3 separate regions of the Mus musculus genome follow, and all the other regions are linked to region 1. A link is a contact called in public ChIA-PET and promoter capture Hi-C data. All regions are on one chromosome and are shown on one strand. The core of a region is the stretch at or near the end of the contact, and the rest is flanking DNA. Distances in the headings are between cores, read along the strand shown.

Region 1 (4,217 bases), core at 972-3,471:
TTTTGTTGGTGTTCAGACCCAGAAATTTGTGCACACTAAGTAATCTACCACTGACTGGCAGCTTCAACGATATTTTATTTTAAACATCACCAAGTCTCCCCCACTATTATCCCCTCCTTCAAAGAGTGAAAAGACATTTACAGCTTTTTTGTTTTATCACCCCCAGAAAGGCTCCAAGTGTAGGAAGACAGAAAACAAAACAAAACACAAACAAGGAAGTAGCAGGAGTCTGGAAACGGCTCCTATGAGGTCCTAGGATGAGTGATGAATGCATTGTGTTTCAGAGTTCAGATCCCTCAGTGCACACAGACTTCAAGCACAATATCCAAAAAGGCAGGGAGAGCAAGTGTAGCTCAAAGAAACAAGACTCAGAGATTTCACATATCATACACAAACGAGTCATACACACACCACAGGAGTTCAGCTTCTCAGGCTTAGAATTAGCCAGAATTATCGTGAAGGCATATTATGATCTAAGTAATAAGAAAAACCACCCAGCCTGTTGAACAGGCTGACTATGGACAAAACTAACCCAAGGCCCTGAGCGTTCAGAATCAAATAATAAGAGATAAATGTATACTTTTGGCCCTCATCTAAATACAGTTGTTCCTAATACTTACCTCCACTCTGAAAGTATTTTTATCATTATTTCTCGTTATGTAACTCTCCATTCTCCACACACTCTTATAAATGTCATCATGAAACTCTCTTCCTCTTTGAAAGCAATAGAATCAAAGGCAACCCAGTCTTCTCCAAGAATAACTACCAGGTCACTTAAGAGTGTCTCTGACAGCCCAAGGTGGCCTCAAATTCAGTATGTGGCCAAAGATGACCGTGGACTCTTGATCTTCCTGGCTCCACCCCACCCCCATCCCCAAGTCTGTGTGCCGTCGAGACAGCTCTTATGAGATGCAGCAGGGTATTCAAGCCTCGTTGCATTGCACTTTACCAACTGAGAGAATAGAGGTTTGATGGTTAATCCTTCCCAGCCCAGCTGCCTGACCTTAGCTGTGTCTCTCCTCTATTTCAAGATGCATTTTCCATTTCCAACTCTGTGACAGAAGGGGTCTGGGTTGAGACTATAAGATCCCTGCTCCTCCAGCTTCCTCCAAACCAGAGTCTACGCCAAATCCGAAAACCTGCAGCTCATCTTCTCTTTTGAGGATCTTTGGAAACAGTAAGGATGATGGAGATGCCTTGCGGGATGACAGGGTCTTCACTTTCAACAGATGATTTGGAATCGTCTGCCTATGTCTCCGGAAGCTCTCTGCCTTGTGTTCTGATTCCTCTCACACTTTTACTAACCAAGTTATGTGCCAGACACATGCTGGGCTCAGTTCTGCAGCCCTGGTCACTGCCTCACAGGGACCCTATGCCACTTGAGCATGTTCTATAAAGGATCATTTTAAATGTCTATTGCCAACATATTGTCAATATTCTAACAGCCTGATTGAACTGTGGCCCTACAGTAGGCATTTCTTAAGAAAGAAAGAAAGAAAGAAAGAAAGAAAGAAAGAAAGAAAGAAAACCTAAATGCAGTTCTCAAAAGGAGGATTAGGGATAAACTGAGACCCCAAGAAGTCACATCAATGAAGGGGTGCTCGGGATAGGGGCTGGGCTGGGGAGGCCAGCTAGCTGGATAGAGAAAGCAAGGGGAGAAACGCGTGGGAGGTGACTGACTGGGCTGTGCAGAGGCCAACGGGAGGGTGTCTGGGAGCCGGGCCGGGGCTGACCCACGCACGGAAGGCGGCTCCTTCGGAGGGAAGAACCGGGCAGTGACTCACTTGAGAAGCTGGGTCGGGGCCAAGAGCCGGAACCGAAGAGCAGGTTACGGTAGCGTCGAAAGGCCTCGTCGAGGACGACGCAGCCCGCCTGCGCGGCCGAACTGACATGGTACCGGAACTGGAAGTTGTTGGGGTACAGGGTGTAGCGCCGGTGGTAGGTTTGGATGTACTGGGGCCACGGCCACAGTGCCGTGGCCAAGCAAGCCAACGCCGCCGCCAGCAGCAGCGAAACCCAGAGCCTGCAGCCGGCCATGGCCCACCGGCCAGCTCCCCTTCCAGCAGGCTGAGCCCACGTGAGCCCCGGTCAGCTGAGCGGCGCCCGCGTGACAATCGGAGGGTCACGTGAACGGGAGGGAAGCAAGGCGGGCTCGATCTCAGAGATCCGTAAGCAAAGGATTCTGCAGCTCCCGACCGGGTGGGCGGTGAAGGATCGATCCCCGCCCTGGCCAAGCCTCTGTAACCCAAACCCAAGGGATGGGCTGGGAGGGACAGGCACCGCCCCAGGGCATGGAGAACTAGCCCGGAGGATACGGGAAGAAGGAAAATGAGAATCCAATTTGCAGTGTCAACTGTGTGAAAGCGCACTTGAGCAGTCTTTAAGTAATCAGCCCCAGGGGTCTCAACATGGAGCAATTGAAAGACGTCCCAAAGTGTTGAAAAATTGTTTGTGGTGATTCCTAGTTGTGATACCAGAATTAGTGAGGGAAAGGCAGGAGGATTCCTGTAAGTCTATGGCCAGTGCGGGCTATCTAGTGAGTGCCAGAACCCGGTGTGTTAGCAAAAGCCTGTAACCCGAGTGTTCAGTAGGTCAAGCCAGAAAGACTGCTGTTGTAAGTGCAGAAGCCATGTTTACTTCTATAACTGAGAAGAATTTATGAAAATTTCTCTTAGCTAGAGGTGAAGCTCAGTGCTAGATAACTTTATTAGCATGATTGAGAACGCAGGTTCAATCTTCAACCCTGAAGTGAGCAGGAGGAACAGTGGAAGAAAAGAGAGAGAACTTCCACTTTGCTCATTAATTGTGCTAGACTTGGTATCCCAGAACATGGCAATTTCCATAACCATAGTCTTAAGGCTTGCAGTGATCTTTTTTTTTTCTTTTTTTTTAAAGATTTATTTATTTATTATATGTAAGTACACTGTAGCTGTCTTCAGACACTCCAGAAGAGGGCGTTACGGATGGTTGTGAGCCACCATGTGGTTGCTGGGATTTGAACTCCGGACCTTCGGAAGAGCAGTCGGGTGCTCTTACCCACTGAGCCATCTCACCAGCCCTTGCAGTCATCTTTTAAAAACAAAGCTTTAGGAGTCTCATGAAGCCCAGGCTGGCTGCTGTACAGCTGAGGATGACCTTGAACTTCAAACTCTCTAGCGTCCATCTCCTGGGTGCTAGGTTTACAGGTAGATTATGCCTAGTACACCTGATACACAGTCATGGGGTCTGAAACCAGGGCTCGTGCATGATAGGAAGACAAATGCTCTACTGTCTGTACTACAACCTAAGCACACCCCCAGCCTCTGGACTCTGTGTTTGGGGCAGCATGTTAAGTGTGTGGAAGTACATGTGTGTATGCTAACATGTGGGCATACGTGTTGCTTGTGTGCGATGTTGTGTGTCCTTCCTCCTTAGTCATGTTGAACTGAACTACCTTCTTGATTCCCGCAGATCACGGCTCTGCCAGCCATGGTGGTTGCAGAGACCCGAGTACCAGAGGATTTCACCAAGTACACTGTGATTATAGAATAGATGATGAACTGGTGACTCAATCCATTCTTGGGGTGATAAGGCTCAGGAAGGCTAGCATCCTGGCTGATACCCTCCAAGGAAGCCTCGTCATCCTGCATGTATGCTGTGAGGATAAGGGCTGTGTGAGGCATCGGTTTGTCTCCATTGCTTTTACAGGGTTCGTTTTTTGGTCCCTTTGCTTGTCCATGTCCCCATCAGACCACATGGTGAATGAGACCATTGTAGCCTTACTGCCTAAGCCAGGACTCTGCAGGCAGGAAGTGTTCAGCTGTGTTTGTCCAGTGCGTGCATGAAGGAAGCACTTGTGTTAGATTTTGCAAGCCCAGCCTGACTCAGTGTGTAGGGAAGAGACCAGCCTGTGGAGGGAGGCAACGGTCAAGGAGAAACAATGATGTGCTCACTCAAGGATCCAAGGTCCCAGAAGAGCCTGGCACAGAGCAGACATTTCATGAGTGGATGTTGGATGACTAATATGGGCGAACCAAAGTGGAGATCTGTGGAAGAGTATGGGAGGCACTAATGAACTGCTGTATCTGGCTAGGAAAAAAAATTCATGCATGAGGAAGGATGAGGCTGGATCATGAACTAAGACTGAAGTAAAAAATTACTGAGTCACTCACTCTATACTAGATATGTGTCTTTCTTGTCTTGCTGTTGTGATAAATCATCTGGCACGAGCCATTTAG
Region 2 (4,217 bases), core at 505-3,004, 200 kb after region 1:
GCTGGGATTAAAGGTGTGCGCCACCACGCCCGGCTGTCTACTTTTATAAAACAATACAGATAGTAGTTACAGAAGAATGCCACCAACATTGGTGTGTGATGACCTTACTGTCTTAGAACAGCGCTGACACAAGCTCTGCCTCAAGAGCTTCTGCTTTTGGGGCGCAATGGTGCCCCCTGCCGTTCCCATACAACCAGCTCAACTTTTTGAAAAATACTTATACAATTTTTAGCTCTGGAACATGTGTAAAATGTGAATTTGTAGAGTTAATCCTACAGGAGTTTAGGTTAGCTGGGTGTGGCAGTGCACACCATAACCCTAGTACTTGGAGCTGAAGGCATGAGGACCGGTTCCAAGTTATCCTTGGTCACACAGTGCATTGGGGGCTAGTTGGAATTACGTAAGGACCTGCCTCAAAAACAAACCAAAAGTAATGAATTGAGGAAGTAATAATTATAGAAAATTTATCTTCACAGGTTTCTTCTGGGAAAACACAAAGCTGCCACTGAAGTATATAATGAAGCAGCTAAACTTAACCAGAAAGACTGGGTAAGTGAGAAACAGCATTTCTTTCTCAGCAAATAGCTCTTTTTTTATTTTTTATTTTTTTGTTTTTCGAGACAGGGTTTCTCTGTGTAGCCCTGGCTGTCCTGGAACTCACTTTGTAACCAGGCTGGCCTCGAACTCAGAAATCCGCCTGCCTCTGCCTCCCAAGTGCTGGGATTAAAGGCATGTGCCACCACCCCCAGCTCTTTTTTTATTTTAATAAGGTCTCAATTTGTGTAGCACTGGCTGACCTGAAATGCATTATGTAGAGCAGGCTGGCCTCAAACCCAGAGAGATGGGTCTGCCTCAGTGGTACTCAGCCACTGCCTAGGGCTTGGCTAGAGCTCTTAGATGTTCACTGTCTTTGATTCTGTCCTCAGCACGGCATTTCTGCGTAGCTTTGTAGACTTTGGTTTATATTTTGCAGCTGTTAGTGTGGCTGACAGGTTTGTACTGGTGTGATTCCAGCCGTGGTTTCCCATGTCATTTCCAAGAGCTTTAGAGGTCACGTTGGTACATTTGGAGTTCGTAAGCATCAGCAGCAGATGTCTTCATATGTACTTTGCATATTTCCCCTATCTGCTTGGCAGTCAGCAGCTGTTTCTTTTGACTTTCTTTGTGTTATGAAAACTTTAAGTGACTCTTCTGATTATTTTCCCTTCATCATCTTCTCTTTTTTATTAGTGTAAATTAACTGTATAAAACAGTGAGTTTCACTGTGACATTTTCATAGTTTAATCATATTCACCTTCCTTATCTCCCCTATTTTCATCATGCACTTATGTAAATTGGGAATTATGTGTAAGTACAAAACAAAGTCAGACTAAACATTGCCTTTACAAAGAGTTTTTCCCCTCCATGAATCCATATCATGGGTTTTTGCATTCATTTGTGGTCCTAGAGTTTCAGGGCTGAGACTTAATCATGGTTAGTTAAATGGCGCCTGCTGCAGCTCAGAAGTATTAATTCATTGAAAGGAGCTCAAAGAGCAAGGAAGAGCGAGTCCCAAAGGAACCTCTGCTGTATCTCATCAGCCGTAGCCTCTGAAAGGAAGGCTGGAAAGTCCTTGCTAACTGGAGTGGGGCGCTGTAGTGAAGGGAAAGAGGACTGGGTCTCTGGAGGATGGATGAGCAGCTCCTCTCATCCTCTCACTGTCTGCGACACTCATTGTCACTTCCTGTCAGATTCAGCAGCCTTGTGGCTTTTATGAGGGATGGATTTGACTCCACCTTGTTCTGTTTTCCTTTGCATACTTCCTGCGCTGTTAGCTGTTTAAGGCGTATTGGTGCTTTCTTTTCAGGTTTCACCTACTGCAGAGATTCATCAGGGGTGAGTTAGGGACTAGTGTATGTAGAGAGCATTAAAAGGCCAGAAAGGTGGTATTCCCTGATGAAATGGAATATATACAAGTTTTGGAGACAGGCTTGAATTGAAGGCACAGTTCTTGGTAATGTAGACATTATTTCTATTGTGGTTTAAGAAAAAAAATAATTTTAGAATGTGAGAGCTTCATGAGACAAAGACTAGTTTTTAGGGTTGCTTTTTTTCAGGTAGATAATAGTATTATAAGTTTAAAACAACTTTTTCAAAGATTTATTTAATTTATTTTGTGTGTATGAGTGTTCTGGCTACATGTATGTCTGTGTGCCTACATGTGTAAAGTGCTTTTGAGGCTAGAAGAGGATGTTGGATCTCTTGGAAGTGAGGTTACATATGGTTGGTTGTGAGTCACCGTGTGGGTGCTTTGAACTGAACCCAGTGGAAGAGCAGCCAGTGCTCTTAAGTGCTGAGCCATCTCTAGCCTTGATTTTTTTTTTTTTTAAAGATCATGTCTTTGAGAAACATGTACTGAAATACTTATGAGTGAAATGTTATGTTATTTGGATCGGATGCTGTCGGGTGCATGAGTCTGTGACGCTGCGTGTACATAGTCAGGATACACAGCTAAAGAAAGGAGACAAAGCGTCCCAGCACTGGCCCTTCTGTGTCAGGGAAACTAACTTCCCCGAGCTTTGGTTTCCTATAAAACTGGAAAATCTATACCGATGCTGCGAATTTCTTAGAGAATTTAAGTAAGGTATATGACAACAACAGGCATCAAGCCTATCACTGATTGTTTTGTTGTTTGAGGAGGTGTGGAACACATTAAACTAGCTTCTCTGAGCTTTGTGGTCTGTTCCTGAGACAGGGCTGCATCCCTGCCACTCACAGGTGCTTGGCCCTCTTGCCTTCCAGGAACACCCTCCTTACTCCTGGTTTCTTTTCTAAAGCTGCTAATAAAGTCAGTTTATTACAAAGGAATTCCAGAGACTTCACAACACTTAGGCCAGAAGACACATGTCAGTCTTGTAGTAAACTGGAATTAGAAGTTAGCAGCAGCCCAGGTAGTTACTGCGGCCTTTTGATTCATCTTTCTTTTCCACACAGGTCAGAGGTTAGCAAACTGTTTTTGTAAAGGACTACTTAGTATGTAGTTATTGAATGTATTTAGAGAATCTTACAGCTTTCTACACTGCTAGAGGTACTTAGCTCTGTAGTTCTGGTTCTAGTGTAGAAAAGCCATAGGAAGGAACTTTACAAAGAAGACCGAATTTGTCCTCTGCCCTCTGCTATGGATTTCAACAGATTAGTGTCAGAGATACACATTTATGACAGTGGCTCCAGGTGGCACCACTGGTTCCTGAATCACTAGGGAAGGTAGTACTTGTTGTCACTGGCCAGAGCTCCTTCTAATTTCAGATTTTTATAGAAAAGGCCCAGGTATCCAGAAGCAGGGAAACAGGATTTCCTTAACAGTGGAGCTCCCAGCTTGTAGTCCACGCAGCAGGGGCTATAGGGGGTTTTCTCCTTAGAAAAGGACACAGTGTTTGGATCCTAGGCTGCTGTGAAAGAAAACTGGTCAGGGGAGACAAGTATGGACCGTAAAGAACAACTTAGATCTCGTAAGAGTCTGCCTGCTCTTTTTGCATTTTATAATTTGTAAAAAAGAAAATGTGTCTGGCTGTCTTTATCTATGTAATATCTGTGTACCTCATATATGCCTGTTGCTTGGAGGCCAGGAAAGGGCATGAGTTATCTTGAAACTGGAGTTACAGATAGGCTGTGAGCTGCTATGTGGGTGCTTCGACTCAAAACTCAGGTCCTCTGCAAAAGTAGCCACTGCTCTTAACTGCAGAGCCATCACTCCAACCATGCATTTTATAGTTTTAGTTTAAAAAAAATACACTTAGGATTTTTTTTTGGCAGAATCACAAGTATTTATGAACACAAAAACCCTTGACTGGAATGCATGTTCAAAGGGCACCCCTTGCTGAACAAGTACAGTCTGTATGTAGGCTGCTGTGCCTCAGTGCTTGCAGTGTAACACCTAACCACTCTGCTTTCTTTTGCATGTAGGAGATCTGCCATAACCTGGGAGTGTGCTACACTTACCTGAAGCAGTTCAACAAGGTAATTAATTCATAGAAGTGGTGATAGTGGTTGACTGGAGTTAACTGTGGTTCATTTGTCACAGAAGAGCCACTGCCCATTTCATTGTGTATTGCCTCTATCTGCAGAGCTTTGAGAGTAAAACTTGCCTTTTATAGTTATTGCCATGTCAATGCCTGTCATCACTCATTTTTCCTACTTTTGATTAAAAAAAAAGAATTGGGGGCTGGTGAGATGGCTCA
Region 3 (4,217 bases), core at 844-3,343, 140 kb before region 1:
ACAGCAAAGGGAAAAATATGAAAAGAACCGAGGCATCTCCAGAAGTGGAGGTGGAAACTCGTTGGGTAGAACCACTGACTGTGTGGAGGGGCGGTCTCTAGGGAGCCGAAGTCACATCTCTTCTTACTTTGTGGTAAAGCAGGCTCTGAGACAGACGTGATTTGCTCCAAGTCGCAGCAAAGTGGGAAGAGCATCTGAATTCATCTCTGACTCTCAGAGTGAAGCTCTTCCTGTCAGTCTTATAAATAGGGAACGTGTCTCTCAGCAGCCAAAGCAACAGCTTAGCCAGCTTAAGGGCTGGGTGGAGTCACCTTGACAAGCACTAGCAGATCATGGGAAAGCTAGCTCCCTGGAGGCTAGCAGGCATAAACCACCCTGAATACTGTGTCCTCACCCCTAGTGGGGTCACCAGAACATCCCCAGTAAATGAATTAACATATTCACTTCTAGTCCCAGATAAAGTTTTGAGGACCAACCCGAGTTTTGAAATTTTAAAACAAGCACCAACAGTAAGGCCTGGATGAGGCTCAGTCTGACCTTTCCAGACTATTTAGAAACTTCTTGCCCTCTGGGAAGCTGAGAAAACCTTTTCTACTTGGCCCCAGCAGACACCTCCTGAATTGCTGGGGTGAAACCAGTCAGCTTTGCCCACTGGGTCTGCTCACTTGCCCCAAGGTCCCCACTAAGAACACCCTTAATGACTGCCAAACTCTAACCTTTACTCTAAGAATGCCTTTCTATGCTGCAGTCTAACTGGCCTTATGAGGAGACTGAAGAGCAGTCCACAGGGCGAGCGATACCCTCTACCCATCTCTTCTGGCAAGACTCTTGTCTTCCAGCTTTAGGAGTGGAAGGACACCTTTGCACAACCAGATACGTACGTTGAAGGAGGCAAACCCAGAGACAAAGGCTGATCACAGCTAGCCCACCCCCTCAAGCCCGTAGAGGACTGAGTGCTAACTCATCACCCTATGTACCAAGGTTGATGTGGGAACAAGATCACATTTGCCCCACCTCAATCCATCCTGGCTGGCCAGGGATGTCCAATCCTGCAGGTTTGGGGCTGGGTGGGAGCAAGAATTTACAGTTTCATCAACGGGCCGCATCTTCCCCCTAAATAATCTCATCTGCACCACTTCAAAAGTTAAATTCCCTAACTCCCCAGGGCTGGACCTGAAATCATTATGTAGTCCAAGATGACCCTGAATCTCAGCTCATGTAAGCTTCCCAGGAGCTAGCAAGCATGAACCATCTTGCATACGGTGCTGGAATTGTAGATGTGCATCACCAATGTGTTTTATGCAGTGCTAAGGACCAAATCCAAGGCCTTATATATGCTAGGTAAACACTACCTACCCTCCCAGCTCACAGTTACCATTCTTGATGTCATCTGCCATGCCGCCTCCTGTCTTCTCTCCCCCCACTTATTCTCCACTACCTGCAAGAACTTTCCTTTCCTCCCAAGCCGACTTTGAACCAGCTCTCTGGGCTTGGAGACCAGCCCCAGCCCGCCCGGGCCTGGCGCACGGGGTGCGGCCGAGTCGTGCTGGGACAGCTCCACGTTGCCTCAGAAGCAGCCGAGTGTGCTCCTAAGAGTAGATCCCGCTGGGAGTGGAGAGGAGAGGAGAGGAGCTGATTTTGCAGAGGCCCACAGGGAAGCGCCAGGCTGTGTGTGGAGACAACCGGGACTGGGGGGTCGTTATGGCGAGAAATGAATGAAACACAAATGAATGGACCGCGAGGGTGGCCGACACGAGGTGATTTCCAGAAGGGAGCGTGCCTTCCGCTCGCCTGAAGCCACCAAGACACATCGGATACATCGCACCAGACTCGCACACCTCACAGCCGGGCGGAGGCGCAGGGTCCAAGCCTAAATTTCTGCGGTTGGAAGTGCCCAGCCGGGAGGCAGAAGGCGCCTAGGCGCGGCATTCCCAGAGTCGCCCTGCCCTTCGTCGCAGCCTCCTGGACCTGGAGCCCCGGGACGCCTCCCTTACCTGCCCGCCTCGACAGGCTCGCTACGGCTCAGGGCGGTCATCGCAGCGCCTTCTCCGGGAGCCCGAGGCCGTGCGCCAGACCCAGTGCCCTCCGGGGACCGCCCACCCCGGGAAAGGCCCGCCCCCACACGCCTATTGGCCGCTCGCGCAGAATGAGCCTGGCTCAATTGGTGGAGCCTTCCCCGCTCCCAGACCGCCCTGATGGGTCCCAGCTGCAGGTAGGTCTTCAAAATTGTGAGGTCGAGGAAACCAGGGCCTGGGTCCTCAATTATGGGACTTCATATCAAAATGTTCCCTCAGGGCTCTTCATTCTACTCCGCCTTCCAACCTCCTTACCTAACCTGAGCTCTTGGTGCTGCAACATCTCAATTTCAGAGGCCTTAGCCTCTGACTAGGTGGCTGTTGGGAGTTGCCAGGGACAAGGGTCCCACCTTGTTTCTATGTACCTTATTCCTGAGGGCAACAGGAAAACAAGAGACCCTTTGTGCTTAACTGTTATGGAGGCTGAGGGTTTTGTGAAGTATCCAATCAGGGACTCATCCTACAGCGCCCTCAACAGGCCTCTACCACAGGGATCAGCCCACTATTCGACCATTCTAGGTGCTAGCTGAACCTGTCCCAGACTTTTCTAGTATTTGCCCTGAAATAGAACGGATCAGCTTCCCGATACACAGCCGCACTTTGGTGCAGGAGGCAACTTATATACTCCCAAAGTATTCAGTCTCCGGCGTCTCCAGTGGTCCCGTGCTTGAAGGTTATCTGGTGGATCCATAGCACCCAAGGCCAGGCCTCCTGGCTGTTGTCATTCTCAATTGCTCAAAGGGCAGGGCTCGACCACCACTACCAACCCCCGGAAAAAAACAAAACAAAACACAACACAGGTGCTTCAGCTGCTGTTTATTGACATTCAGGTGGGCACTATAGCAACAGGCCTGGAGACTCTGCAGAATACAAGGTGGAGAGTGGAGTGTCTGCAGTGACAGAAGTGGAGTGCACAAGAAGTGGGGAGGCCAAAGCTGTTGGGAAAGCAGGTCAGGGCCAGGGCCAGAAGTCGTCATCTACACTGGGACCCTGGGCCCCACACCCTCAGCCCCTACTCTTTTGCTGTCTCCTGACTCCAGGCTAGGGCTGGGAATTCTGACAACTTTCTACAGAAGCAAAGCCCAGAGATGCTGCCGCCCTTCTGTGATAAAGTCAGGGTTTCCAGTCCTGCATTCCTCCTCCACCCCTGGCTCAGGTAGGGCCCTGAATAATAGCTGGTCTCTATTGCATGTTTTAGAGGCATTAATTTTCCCTGGTGTCCCAGCCCACCAGCGCCACACTATGGCCCAGAGTGAGCACTACAAGCGTTGCTGGCCTAATGGAAAGGATAGGGGAGGGGAAGGGACAGGGGCTAGAAGAGGGGCTCCAGAGGGCCATCAAGGTACAGGCACTACACGCATGGTGTTGGTGAATCCAGAGCCAGGGCGCCACCCGGTCAGCACAATGACCACATCTCCCTTCTTGAAGAAGCCTCGGGCCTTGCCTGGGGGGAAAAGGAGGTTGGTGAGTAGAGGTATACACTTGAGGAAAACTGCAAAGCCCCACAGTCCTAATTGATCACACAAAGTGGCACTTTTCCCAACCCAGACACAAATCCAACAAGGCAGGTGCAGATAACTGCCCTAATAATCCTCGTCTGGGTAGGGGAGCAGGTTGACAGTTACTTCTTCTCACCACAAGATGGTGCAAGCCTCCTAGCCTAAACAAGGGCTGAGGCTGAACTCAGAATGCAGAGACCTTTGGACACCATTCAGTTTATACTCTAGAGAGTCAGGGTCAGCTGCCTCCTTGTCTCTATATAGGAATAAGGCCACAAAAGCTTGTGTTCCCCACCCTCTAACCCCACCCTGCTCAGGACAGTAGCTCCAGCTAATCTTACAACTGGGTGATAAAACAGATAGGCCCAGCCCATGACTTCAGGAAGTGGTAGTTTTAGGGTCCCCATTTATTAGCACTTCATCATTCCCTTGTTTCCAGCTACATACCAACATCCATGGCCAAGTTTACACGAAGGTCGACATCCTCAGCCCAGGCATTCAGCACGGCATCCTTACACAGCACAGGGAAGATGCCACGGTACAGATGGGCCTGGCGAGCAGTCTGGGGATTTCGAGTCACGGCAATGATAGGAGCCCGAGGGCGGTACCTGGCCACTTGGTGAGCACTCCTGAGATGGAAACA

Evidence for each region. ChIA-PET counts read pairs in DNA pulled down with a chosen protein or histone mark. Capture Hi-C pulls out chosen DNA fragments and counts their contacts.
Region 2: an RNA polymerase II ChIA-PET map of memory CD8 T cells shows a contact between it and region 1, with 31 read pairs. The contact joins the enhancer-like site here to the promoter of Hexa in region 1. A contact is called at or near these places in 19 of 39 promoter capture datasets (the 3T3-L1 cell line, 3T3-L1-derived adipocytes, the C10 cell line and 14 more), 1 of 15 datasets of contacts at CTCF or cohesin (the NIH/3T3 cell line), 13 of 484 Hi-C or Micro-C datasets (the AML12 cell line, the C3H10T1/2 cell line, CD8 T cells and 9 more), 18 of 115 datasets of contacts at active chromatin or transcription factors (the NIH/3T3 cell line, bone marrow-derived dendritic cells, bone marrow-derived macrophages and 11 more) and 5 of 9 other capture datasets (adipose tissue, embryonic stem cells, liver and 2 more).
Region 3: a contact with region 1 is called in a promoter capture Hi-C map of adipose tissue. The contact joins the promoter of Gramd2 here to the promoter of Hexa in region 1. A contact is called at or near these places in 6 of 39 promoter capture datasets (3T3-L1-derived adipocytes, hematopoietic stem and progenitor cells, liver and 2 more), 1 of 484 Hi-C or Micro-C datasets (neutrophils), 4 of 115 datasets of contacts at active chromatin or transcription factors (the HPC-7 cell line, bone marrow-derived dendritic cells, embryonic stem cells and 1 more) and 4 of 9 other capture datasets (adipose tissue, liver, macrophages and 1 more).

What each region holds. Positions count from the first base shown.
Region 1 is chr9:59,537,544-59,541,760 of GRCm38.p6, reverse strand. It overlaps Hexa (hexosaminidase A), which reads right to left and starts at 2,221. Exons shown (of 14, transcript NM_010421.5): 1 at 1,785-2,221. The coding sequence starts at 2,037. It also overlaps a transcript of Tmem202 not described here.
Region 2 is chr9:59,336,143-59,340,359 of GRCm38.p6, reverse strand. Bbs4 (Bardet-Biedl syndrome 4 (human)) reads left to right here. Exons shown (of 16, transcript NM_175325.3): 6 at 477-549; 7 at 3,943-3,996. Among named protein-coding and RNA genes, the nearest start is that of Bbs4, 15 kb to the left of the region's middle. Within about 2 kb of position 1,754, at least 13 of the 459 cell types and tissues checked have an H3K27ac peak or open chromatin away from gene starts, as enhancers often do. A contact at or near this core is called in CD8 T cells, the CH12 cell line, memory CD8 T cells and 1 more, where this site is marked.
Region 3 is chr9:59,678,030-59,682,246 of GRCm38.p6, reverse strand. It overlaps Gramd2 (GRAM domain containing 2), which reads right to left and starts at 2,093. Exons shown (of 12, transcript NM_001379375.1): 1 at 1,995-2,093. The coding sequence starts at 2,035. Pkm (pyruvate kinase, muscle) reads right to left here. Exons shown (of 11, transcript NM_011099.4): 10 at 4,022-4,203; 11 at 2,875-3,519. The coding sequence ends at 3,413.